Linked DNA regions of Drosophila melanogaster: region 2 is linked to region 1. A link is a contact called in public targeted proximity ligation data. All regions are on one chromosome and are shown on one strand. The core of a region is the stretch at or near the end of the contact, and the rest is flanking DNA. Distances in the headings are between cores, read along the strand shown.

Region 1 (6,203 bases), core at 3,475-5,974:
AGCGAGTGCAGGACACATCAAAAGTATCACAACTTGACTCGCGATCACGGGTACGACTTCCTCCCAGTTCTTAAGTATTTGCAGAGAATGCAAATTAGAAGGATTTCCATTATTCGCAACTAAATAACGAATCTATCTTGCATGTCAAACGTATTTTTTGTTTTATATGCAAAAAACGATTGTGTGCCTATATATTCCTATAAAATATCAGCAGTACTCTGTTGAATATGATATGCTGCAGTTCAATGTAATCAAATTACTTTTTTGAAGCCTCATGCTAATGAGTAAAACATTTTTTTCACCCCCAATCTCTTCCAGCTGCGAAATCTGCCGCATAAGCTTCAAGACAGCCAAACACTACAGATCCCATCTGAAGTCCAATGCCCACAAAACTCTGGAGGCGCGTGCTAAAGCTGCTGCATCCCCCAATTCCCGTGGAAGAAATTGTTCAACGAATTGAATTCATTATTGCCAGTTGCATGTTAATTATATATACCGAATTGATATTAATAAAGCTTCCGTTCCGCGTTCATGTTTAAGATCCCAGCATCTACTATCACCTACATCGTCTGTGTGTTCTCGATGACCTTCTCGTTGTCGTAGATCTCCTTGGCGTAGCACAGATTGGGGTAGTCGTAGGCAGCTCCATATCGGTTCTTGCAGCCGGTGGTTGCCTTCTCTCCCGGAGTGTAGACAGGCTGACCCACAATGTTCGATGTGGCGAAGTTGCAGGTGAGTACGAAGTGGTTGTAAAAGTCCCGGGAGAAGCGCACGGCCGCACATCCCACATGGGTGTTCTTCTCGGCCACCGCGATGGTGAACTTGGTCACCGCCTTGTTGGGAAGCTCCTCCGGGAAGCTGGCGAGGATCTCGGGAGATGCATTCGAGCGCTCAGCAAACCAGTTCTCGATCTGCTCCTTTATTATTTCCGCATCGGTGTACTCTGTCTCGGCTCCGCTGTACTGGAACAAGGCGTTGTTCTGGCCGGCGTAGGCGAATCTCTCGGTGCTGCGACATTTATCTGGCAGGGACTCACAGGTCTTTACGTTCAGCAAGGCCAGATGGGAGAGCTCCTCGCACCAGGACATCTTGGCCATGCGAACAGCCTTGGGTAGTCCTTCTATTTTGCCTCCAGCCACGTTGTTGCGCAGCTCGTTGAAGAGATTGAGGATGAGTTTGTGATGCGGCTCGATCTTCACCTCACGCACGTCCTTGGGACAATTTTCACTGAAATTCTGGGCGAGAATGGGTGAGCACCAGCAGGTTTTGGCCAGCTATCACTACTTACTCCCTTGTTGTTGCAGGCTATGTGCTTGTCCAGGCACGTGGGCAGAGCACAATAGTCCGCTGCAAGGCTTATTCCCAGCAGGGAAGTAAGCAAAATCAGACACTTAATGGCCATCTTCAGCGTTGGTTTTGGACTGAGGCTTAGCTACCCAAAGTACCCTATTTATAGGATAGCTGTGGCAATCGAACCGCAGTTGCAACATGTTTTCCAGTATTTTCGCAGCTGAGTTTCCAAGAATGTCTGGCCAGGAACAAGTGGCTGAGCTCAGTTCGAATGCCATATAAAAGCAGACCCATCTGCTGTCCAATCCAGTAGCCAAGAACTAGCATCATGGCGTTCACCAAGGTTCTCCAATTGATTCTCCTAGCTGTGGTTGCCATTTCCTCTGCCGTCGACTATTGTGCTCTCCCCACCTGTCTGGACAAGCATGTGGCCTGTAACAACAAGGGAGTAAGTTCTTATGTAAACCAAATTCACAGGAGTTCGTATTGGTAATGTCCTAAATCCCCATCCAGAACTTCAGTGAAAATTGTCCCAAGGACGTGCGTGAGGTGAAGATCGAGCCGCATCACAAACTCATCCTCAATCTCTTCAACGAGCTGCGCAACAATGTGGCTGGAGGCAAAATAGAAGGACTACCCAAGGCTGTTCGCATGGCCAAGATGTCCTGGTGCGAGGAGCTCTCCCATCTGGCCTTGCTGAACGTAAAGACCTGTGAGTCCCTGCCGGATAAGTGCCGCAGCACCGAGAGATTCGCCTACGCCGGCCAGAACAACGCCTTGTTCCAGTACAGCGGAGCCGAGACGGAGTACACCGATGCGGAAATAATAAAGGAGGAGATCGAGAACTGGTTTGCTGAGCGCTCGAATGCATCTCCCGAGATCCTCGCCAGCTTCCCGGAGGAGCTTCCCAACAAAGCGGTGACCAAGTTCACCATCGCGGTGGCCGAGAAGAACACACATGTGGGATGTGCCGCGGTGCGCTTCTCCCGGGACTTTTACAACCACTTCGTACTCACCTGCAACTTCGCCACATCGAACATTGTGGGTCAGCCTGTCTACACTCCGGGAGAGAAGGCAACCACCGGCTGCAAGAACCGATATGGAGCTGCCTACGATTACCCCAATCTGTGCTACGCCAAGGAGATCTACGACAACGAGAAGGTCATCGAGAACACACAGACGATGTAAATGCTTTTTCGATTCTTAGTCCATAATTAAGTTGGCAAATAAAAGCTAAAAGAGCTTATCATTTGAAATCTCGGCCGTTGATTTTATAGTTTTAGGATGGGTTTAAAAATGTTGGCCCGGATAGTAAAAAAAACGTATGGGTGGTTTCTTTTAGTCTAAATTGATTTATTTAAGTATATCATATCATGCGAGAGGTATTTATCATCTTGTCGTCTGCTTCGACAGCTTTCGTTTGGATGTTCAACTTGTACATTAAAACACACAATATCACAATCTTACGCAGGTTTACAAAACTGTATCTAATGTTGTGGGCTTGAACGCTCGGGAATACTTGCGAGAGTCCTGCCCTCCAGTGATTCTATCCAAGTGGATCGGTATGAACCATGATGATGCAATAAATAGAGGGTCTGATTGCTTATGTGTAAGTGATCTAGCCGATGTCATCTTGTGATTTTTAGAGAGGGACGCCGAGCAATCAGATGGTCTTTAGTTAGTCAATGACTTTGTGCTAAAATTAAGAGTAAATCAAATAGGGGAAATAAATAAATCAAAACGTATGAAAACTAAATAGACAGTCATGAATATGGGAATATGCGTTTCAGTGAATGTTAATAGACATGTGGAAACCGAAAGCATTTGGAAATAGACATAAATATGAAACAATTGTATTGGGGATTCAATTGGGATTGGGATTCAGGATTCTTTCTGTACGCGGTTAAAACAACTTAAGCTACAGCTAGTATTAACTAAGTAGGAACTGTCCATTACTTTTCCTTGGGCGCCTTGTCGAACAGGTACTCCTTGGCCATGCTGTAGGCCAGTCCGAGGGTCAGACATCCGACGACGGTTCCCTGGGCGGCGACTCGCAGCTGCATCAGGAAGACGCTGGTGCTCATCGTTCCGCGGTTCCGGTACTTGTACGCTCCAATCAATCCGGCGGCCACGAATCCGGTAATACCTGTGAGTGAAGGTGCGAATCACCGATTAGTTTCTATTGTCCATGCGGCGGATTGCTTGTTGTTGCTAGCTGACTGCGCGAAACAGCTGATAAAAGCCAGACGTTGCGCAAATAAAATCATACAAGTAAATACTAATTATGTGAATCTAGTGCTGCCAAAAATGAAGCTAGAATTTAGATAATATTATAGAATCACATAATGTAACATTTTATATTCTAACTAAAATATAAAGCTCTTTAGGAAACTGTTTATTTCAAGCAATATCCATATCTTCGGAAACTATTCGAAAATTTTTAAAGCGGCGCATTTTACTGTAATCTTTTTAATAGCTAAAACGATGAAATCTCTCAAATAGTCAGCACTTGTCAGCGTCAGCTGTTAATTGTCGCATACGCAGACAAGAGAGCTGAACATTCGAACACGCGCAAAGATCAGATGGCTACGTGACGTCACGGATGTGATAATCTCATTTGCCTTGCGATTTGCGTGAATTTCGAAATACTCCTGTTACATCATTCGCTCTCCAGAACGAGTTACGGATCATACTGCATTCACCGTTATGTCACACAGTGACATCAAAAAGTGACCCCAAATTGACGTTAAACTCATGGCCAAGGTCAAGATTAGCCGACTTCCCCGCCGCACACGCAATGTACATTCGTAAATGTGTGTAGATATGTGCGTATCTAGCTGGCTGCTGAGCCAAAAGTTTCCATGTGACGTCACGGCGGCAAAACTTTCGCTGTCCGGAAATTGGCAAAACTCACCCACAAGCATGAAGGGCGATTCCTTTGCTTTCCTGGATAATTTGTTGGCCTGAGCGGCATCCTCCTCGCTGTCGAAAAGGGACTTGGAACTCATTTTCACGAATATTATATTATGTACGCGGGCGGTTCGGATCGGTTTAATCGCTTGGCAACGTTCGCGAAACTTTCTGCAATGGACAGCAGTTCGAGCAATGTGTGACCAGAGCAAAAACTTATCGCTCACAGAAAGGTTTCCCAGAGTAAGCTATATTTAAATAGTCTATAAAGTTCTAAAGTTCTGCTAATCTGTAAAAATATTAAGACCACTTAACTACTCAGGTTATTGCTAAACATTAGATTGCATTTATTTTGATTATACACAATTAAAACTTATCAAGGGCATCGATAGTTTGGCTGCTGTTCTGGCCGCACTTCAAGATAAAAATACCGAAAGCCGCTATCAGCTGTTTGCAAGCTTTGCGCGCTTTTCCGCCAGGTGACGCTTTTGCCGTTTCTGTCATGACATAAGAAATTGGTATTTTTTTAAAGGGAAAGGGGCGGACTGCAGAAATCGACGTTGCTTTGCCTTGGCCGCTAACTCTGTTTTAAATTCGAGTGCTTTGACATAAATTGAAAGTAGAACAACCGTCGAACAGAATTTCGCGGACCAGAGTCGCAGCAATGACGGGAATAATTTCGATCGTAACGAGACGGCTGCCCCAAACTTTGGGAATGCGAGCCCTGCGGAGTAATGAGGTAAAAATTGTGGACGGGCTGGGGATTGCCGGGTGGAGGGGGCCCGTCAGGTGTGTGATATATGCTCCGGCGATATATATGTACATATCAATTTTTATCCCATATTCACTGCCCGCCTGGCGCTCGCCGATTATGTAATTGTATGGGTGTGTGTGCGTGCGCCGCTGAAAAATGGGAAAAACTTTTGTTTGGGACGCCCGCTGCACGTGACCCGTCAGCCGACGTTGCCTCCTGGTTGTGCAATCACTAATATTTGCTTCTTTCCGCCAGGTAAAGCGCTGCATCCGCCAATATTCTCGGTTAGTTGCCTGCGCCGCCCAGCAGCAGCAACTGCTTCGCCAGGATGGCTCGAATCGCTGCCAGGAGGCCACCAGGTAAGTCCTTCACTATCCACAAGAGTCCCTTCATCCAGAGTTGTTTATTCCTAGGCTTCTCACCTGGCAGGGAATCCACACCACGTCGAGCTTGTGGTCGGAGCAGACCGTCAATGTGCCACCCTTTGCGGACTCCATTGCCGAGGGTGACATCAAGTAAGACCACGGCACAGGGCTGGTTTCAAGCAACAGGTTCATGCTCATCTATTAACGATCAATTCCTGCAACAGGTTTACTTGCAAGGTGGGTGACTCATTCGCCGCTGACGAGGCTGTCATGGAAATCGAGACCGACAAGACGACGGTGGCTGTGCCAGCTCCCTTCTCCGGAACTCTAACCGACATTCTGGTGAAGGATGGCGACACCGTCAAGCCCGGCCAGGCTCTGTTCAAGATCAAGCCCGGTGCAGCGCCCGCCAAGGCAGCTGCTCCAGCGGCTGCTCCTGCGCCTGCTGCCCCAAAAGCAGCACCAGCTCCAGCTGCTGCACCCAAGCCGGCACCTCCACCACCTGCGGCCGGCGCACCAAAGCCACCACCACCGCCACCACCAAAGGCAGCCCCTCGACCACCGCCACCTGCTCCAGTGGCTGCACTCAAACCGGCCGTCGCCCAGGTGAAGGTGCCACCAGCGGACGGATCGCGGCAGATCCTAGGCACTAGGTCCGAGCAGCGTGTCAAGATGAACCGCATGCGTCTAAAGATTGCCGCCCGCTTGAAGGATGCCCAGAACACATGTGCCATGCTCACCACTTTCAACGAGGTTGATATGAGGTGAGTGCTTGAACGAACTGAGTGACGAAACTACAGCATGAAATTGAGCTATAAAACGCATAATCGTTTCTTTTTTAGCTATGCCATGGACTTCCGAAAGCAGAATCTGGATGCGTTCAC
Region 2 (6,152 bases), core at 3,020-5,519, 160 kb after region 1:
GCTGACAATTGAAACCGAATAAACAACAAACAAAATTCCAAAACATTGCAGCAGCAGACTTCAAAATTATAAAGAGATAAATAAAAAAAAAGCCAACCAAATTAACAAAATTCATAACTGCGGTTCGGAGCACATAGGGAAAAGTGTATGAAAGGTATGATAAAAATATAAATCCAAAAAGCTAATGCGAAGATTGAAAGAAAAAGTAAACTTTTGTGTTCCCCAAATCTCTGTAAATGTTTAGATGTATGAAAGAAAACCAGTCGAGGACACTACTTGAGTTGAGTTAGGTTTTGGTGGGGCTGAGACCGACTTCAAAATAAGATGTGTATGTAAAAATCAAACTAAAATGAATACTATAAATGTAACGCTATGAATCCTAACCCCATTGCCCGAGATTTAGTTTTAAAACTTGATAAGTATCTATTACCTTGACCACTATCCACCAGCTTATATTCGTGTATGTAACCCCCATTTTATTGTTTTTTGAGATTTGCCAACGATCGATCAAGCGTGATTCCTTTTACGCTCTTGAGTTCCTTCCCCAAGAAACCACATCCAAAGAGATCCATTGGGATTTGTGCACCGGGCCAAGGAGTGGGCAGTTCTCAAGCCTCGAAAATAAACCCAAACTGCCCGGCCCAGTGGCCAGAACATCGGCATTGTTATGGGTCGGGCAACTCCAGGACATCCAGATCCGTTTCGCACCATAGCACTCAAGGCAATACAAACAACCGGCGGCTAGAGAGAAGCAAAATGAAAAGAAAAGCAGAAGACAAGGCAAAGGACAAGTTTCGAACCAAGGATTTCGGTAACATTTCGAACGCAACTTTCGGCAGAGTTTCGAACAACTTTGGATTAGGCTTTTGTTGTTAATTTGTTTTTTTGCGACCACGTCTCCATAGCACTCGAGCAACATGCAATATGCAACAGCAACATGCAACAGCAACACACAACACAAGCAGCAAGCAGCAAGCGGCAACGTGATACACGAGTTGAGCAAGTGAAAAGCAATTTTTGAAATGGGGCCACAACGTCCGATCTAAAGTGCCTTCAAGTAACAATGAAAACAAAAGAAAACAAAAAGAAAATACCAAAACTAAAAACTGTTAATTTTTTATGTAACTAAAACCAACGCGGAGGATGAAATTATAACACAAAAATTGTATAAAGAAATTAAACGTGTAAAAAGTATAAAAATTTAAACAAAAACTAAGCGATGACGATGGTGAACGCGAAAGCGGAAACGTAAACGTAGAGAAAGGGCTCCAAATAGACCGGAAATTAAGCAAAAACCATAACTGCTTCATTCTTTGGCCTGGTCACACCGTCTCTCCGAAGGAACTCACGCATATGGGCTAAAAATGCAAAGGAAAATCGATCGCAAATCTCTTAGAAGCCATCTTAAACATTTACTTTCGCATCCTTCCCTAGCAAAAAGTTGTAATTGACTACCTAATTAAGCGGAAAAAATATGTATGTATTTAGTTTTAGTATGTAAGCGAATGGAAATTCACATAAAACTCGATTTAGACGAACATAATGTATGGGAAAATTAATTATTTAGACTAGCGAAAGCAGCAACAAAGGTTTGGATATAGACACCCCGAGTATACCCCCTATACCCCATACCCCATACATACGCCTATAGCGCTGAGTTGCTCATCTATCAATGTACTTAAAACCACAAGAACACAGCCACACTGACACTTGCATGTACTATGCTACATTTAATTTAGATTTAGATGCGAATAACTAAGTATTCAACTCAAAGTTATTCGAAGAACGATACGAGATGAACTGCGAACGGCATACTGAAGAGGTGGCAATTAGATATAGAGCGAACTATATTTAAGGACTCGGAACTAGCGACTCTCAGAAAATGAAAATGAAACGCGAGTGCGCAGCGACACAGGATCGCAGATAAACTATAAGACTTTCCAGAAACGAAGGGGGAAACCTGTCGTTTCCCACTTTTGTGCTTTTTCCTACCCCTGACACACACACTGCAGACATACACCTACCGTAGATCTTGAGTTGGCAGCATCGTAATCGTTTTTTTAGTCGACGATGGGAAAGAACTAGCAAAAATTAGCAAAATTTAAAATTGATTATGTGACACACAACACACCTTCCACACACTCACACACACACAGATACTCCATGTATATAAGTATGTATATTCCTTTGAGCTGAACATTGTATAACCGAACGATTACGATACCACAAACAAACACAGCGACACAACGACCTTAGCCATCAGAATACAAGGACACACCGAGGTGTGTAAAGGGTTCTTTGCTTACAACTTTTCAAACGAATTAAACCGTTTCGGCCAACCTTTAGGATTGACAAAAGATCGACTTGAGGAACACAGCCCCGCCCACTCTGCTCCGAAATTCAATGAGCGGGGGGGCGGGAGAATGCATCGTTTCGGTTGATGGATGCAAACGATCAAAAATGTATTGGCCCCCCCAAGGGCCAAGTGAAACCAAATCGAGCCAAGAAATTGATTTATGTTCAATTAAGCAAGCAAAAACAACATGCGAACATTTGAAAATTGTGAAATATAGAAAAATGAAAACTTTCAGTTAAAAGACAACAATAGACCGGAATGATTTCCAAGCAATAGTACAAACAACTTTAGAGATAACTTTTATAATGTAATTGTAAGCTAAGTGGTGGAAGAAGAGCTCCGGAAAATGCAAAAATGCGGGGATAAATGCCAAACTCTAGTAATCCTCGAAAATCCGGAGCTATATGAGTAATAAATGGGAAAAAAAACCCCGCGTACGCATATACGATTTACCCTAATTTATACTAAGTTGAGATTTAAACACACATTGATTTCAAATTTGATTAGTGCGAAGTAAGCGAAATTGAAGGCCAGCACAAGACGTTGACATTTTCGAAATTCCAACTTGACATACTACCGCAGGACCTTCTCTTCCGCAGAAGCTGAAGGCCAAGTAAAACGATTGAATCAAGTCACTTCACACACACAGTTTAAATTTATAAGAATATGTACTAACAATAGGAAACGTATCCCAATTTTCCAATTTCCCGATTTACCAACACCCAATCCCCTGTATCCCCTTGCCCCACAAAAAAACTCACACATTACTATTTACCACAATACGAAAAGAAAGCAAAGTAATGAAAAGAAAACCAAAAGTAATGGAAAAATAAAATCAAGCAAAGCAAACATATATGAATGTAATACGCGGTGGAAACATACAAAGTTGGGAAACGAGAAAATTTCACAATCGACTATGTCGCGTATACACTTACGATAGTACGATATACTAACTTTATATGATTAACTAACTCATTTCGAATGAACCATAGCGATATATGTATAAGCCACGTTTTGGTTTCGGTTTCGATTTCGGTTCCGTTTTATAAACTTTGGTTTGGTTTACACTTTTGGAAACTTCGGAAACGCATTTCAGGCCAACAAATTGAAAATAAACTTAGACTTTTGGACCAGTTTTGTTCCCGCTAAATCGGATAAATCGATCAAAATTGTACATTTAGCGCAAACGAAAAATTGCAATTAAATGATTAAAAGTCCCGAAAAACGGAAAATCGAAATTTGGATTTACATTTAGAGAATGCATTTAGCGCAAAGCAAAAGCAATCGACACCACACCACACGACACCATCACCACACAAAAATGAATGAAAATATGTATGAGGTAAATTCAGTATTTCGGATATAAGCGAATATAATAACATACAAATTTATATTTATGCAAGCGACAAAATCGATAGACATCGTACTAAAAATGTGTAATGGAATGGAAATTGTAAAACAAGAGGAAAACACTAAACTACAATATGACATTTTTAATCGAAAAAAAACAAAACTTATTTTATTGAAAAATTATGTAAAATTTACTAAGAAAAAAATACAAAAAAACACACAATAAAACTATATTGTTTATTTTCATCTTTAAAAATAAAGTTTTAAAATCGTATAAAAATAGTAAATGCATTGTTTTATCTTGGCAAAGTGAGTGGTAAGTACTGAAACAATATGGGAATATGAATAGCAGGCCTAAAATGTTGAAAAGTAGAAAATCTGAGAAAGATTTCGTTGTGCAACATGTCGTATGCGTAATTTGTATGGATATTTTGAAAATAACGTACTCAGATATTCGGCGGTATTTTTTCAGTATTTCCATATTTGCCGTCCTGTTTTCTACATTTTACATTGGACTTATCGATTTTCCAATTAGACTGGTCAATCGAGATAGGTCCATCGCTAGGACATTGAACAGCAACAAAAACAGCTGTTCGTACATTACGCAAAGGTTTTTTCCACATTTGTTTATTAAAAATGTCGCTGCTGGGCGCCTTTGCCAGGTAAGTGAATGCACCTGGTCCCTGGTCACACAATCACTCACTCCCCACCTGCCTTCTGTCTCAGATTGAGTCTGCAGAGAAGTGGCGGCGTCGCCGGTGCCGCCTTTGCACGTTGCCTCCACACGACACCAGTTCTTTGTGCGGAGCCCCTGAAGAAAAAGAAGAAACTGGATCCGCAGATTGTCAAGCAGCGCGAGGATCGCAAGAAGAAGAAGATCGAAAAGCAGATTCGCCGGCTGGAGAAGAATGCCCGTCAGCTGAAGCCCGTGGATGAACTGGAGGTTCCACTGGAGCTCATCGACGAAAAGGAGTAGGTTCTCATACGGGTTTCCCTCATATGCTGAGATGTAATGCTATCCTATCGTTCAGCAAACGGCAGCGGAAGCTAGCTCCACTGACCATCGACCAGTTGGAGGAACGTGCTCTCCTCAAGAAGCAGTGGGCGCACTACAAGCACGACGAGCGCGTAGCAGACTTTCAGATCATCGACCGGCTGGTCCAGGCGCAAAACAAGGCGCTGGCGGAACTTCGGCGCGAGTCCGAGGAGCTCTACCAGGCGGCCATCGATATCGATCCCCAGCTGCTGCCCGTCGCCGTCAAAGGACCCGTTGCCACGCCCCCCATTAAGGATTACGTCAGTCCCGATGGCGACTACCTGCACCAATCCATGAAGTGGGAGGTCAAATGAGGCGTGTAAGTTCCGGATGTTAAAGATTTGAAATAAACTGAACCCTAATCCTATGATTTGTGAATTCGGCTTTACTCTCAATGAATTGCGTTCGCCGTTTATTCGGTTTACATGCAGTTAAATGCCCGTAGCCAAATTAAAATATTACATTCCTCCGGAATAGGCATCTCGTTTGGAGTCAGCTTGATGCGTTTGTGTGGCGGTTTTATTGCTATCAGTGGAGAACAAGAATAAGCCAGGTGGAATCGCCTGCCGAGCCCTTGCGGTGTACTGTCGAAATAAATAAGATGCGAGTGGCTGCTACCGATGTTGATCTTGGGATGGGATTTGGGTGGGTCTCCTTAGGATGGGGTAGTGGCGGTGGTCTTGGTAGCGGCCTGCCGCTTTTTCACGCCCCAGTTGTAGACCCGCGCCATGTTCACCTCCGTAGTTGTGATTTGATCCCTAAAATATACATTTATAATACAATAAAACAAGTAACTTGAATAACAGCACTCGAACTGACCTCAGAAAATCCTGATCGTGCTCCACGGACTTTAGGTTGCCCACGGCCGATGTGATGTTCTGGTTCAGCAGAGCCTCCGCCTCGTCTAGCGGATACTCCAGCATCACGCTGGCCCCCAGCCAGAGGTATACTGTTTTCGTGGGCGGCACCAGTGTCTTGATGAACACCTGGTCGCTGAGCAGGAATTGCGTCTCGCGCTCCTCGTCCTCCTTGCGAAGCACATTGACCATTTCCAGGGAGCGCTCCAGGTCCGGAATTTGAGACTTCAACTTGCGCCGCCGCGCCTCCAGATTGCAGGCCATGAATCGATACTTGCCGTGCTGCTCGTCCAGTCGCTGCAGCACCTTTTCGCAATTTTCGTTCTCCGGCTGCGACATGAAGGTGTCGATCTCCTCCTGCAAGGGCCCAAGAACCACGAATTAGCCTGCAGTGTCCAGCTGCAGGTGCACGCTTGTAGGTTAGGACCACTCACCAGGAACACTGCCTCCGGGATGCCGGCGAAGGTCTTCTGGTTTTCCGGTAATTTGGGCATTTCCACCGAGTCCATTATTCCTGTCATCCTGTTGCCTTCAGCCGTGCCGTCTACAAATG

Evidence for each region.
Region 2: a targeted proximity ligation map of the Kc167 cell line shows a contact between it and region 1, with 5 times the contacts expected there. A contact is called at or near these places in 33 of 107 Hi-C or Micro-C datasets (the Clone 8 cell line, the Kc167 cell line, the ML-DmBG3-c2 cell line and 15 more) and 3 of 7 datasets of targeted methods (the Kc167 cell line and the S2 cell line).

The regions. Positions count from the first base shown.
Region 1 is chr3R:11,239,578-11,245,780 of dm6, forward strand. It overlaps CG5214, which reads left to right and starts at 4,725. Exons shown (of 7, transcript NM_141807.2): 1 at 4,725-4,939; 2 at 5,210-5,313; 3 at 5,368-5,469; 4 at 5,544-6,083; 5 at 6,162-6,203. The coding sequence starts at 4,865. It overlaps CG17734, which reads right to left and starts at 4,422. Exons shown (of 2, transcript NM_169383.3): 1 at 4,205-4,422; 2 at 2,631-3,436. The coding sequence starts at 4,298. The coding sequence ends at 3,243. It overlaps CG31388, which reads left to right. Exons shown (of 6, transcript NM_141803.3): 5 at 1-50; 6 at 319-537. The coding sequence ends at 460. It overlaps scpr-B (SCP-containing protein B), which reads right to left and starts at 1,414. Exons shown (of 2, transcript NM_141804.2): 1 at 1,289-1,414; 2 at 464-1,235. The coding sequence starts at 1,402. The coding sequence ends at 561. It also overlaps scpr-A.
Region 2 is chr3R:11,403,649-11,409,800 of dm6, forward strand. mRpL40 (mitochondrial ribosomal protein L40) reads left to right here and starts at 4,270. Exons shown (of 3, transcript NM_079594.5): 1 at 4,270-4,368; 2 at 4,433-4,678; 3 at 4,738-5,108. The coding sequence starts at 4,343. The coding sequence ends at 5,056. It overlaps pros (prospero), which reads left to right. Exons shown (of 7, transcript NM_001260116.2): 7 at 1-3,979. mgr (merry-go-round) reads right to left here. Exons shown (of 3, transcript NM_141810.4): 1 at 6,034-6,152; 2 at 5,562-5,956; 3 at 5,144-5,500. The coding sequence starts at 6,120. The coding sequence ends at 5,398.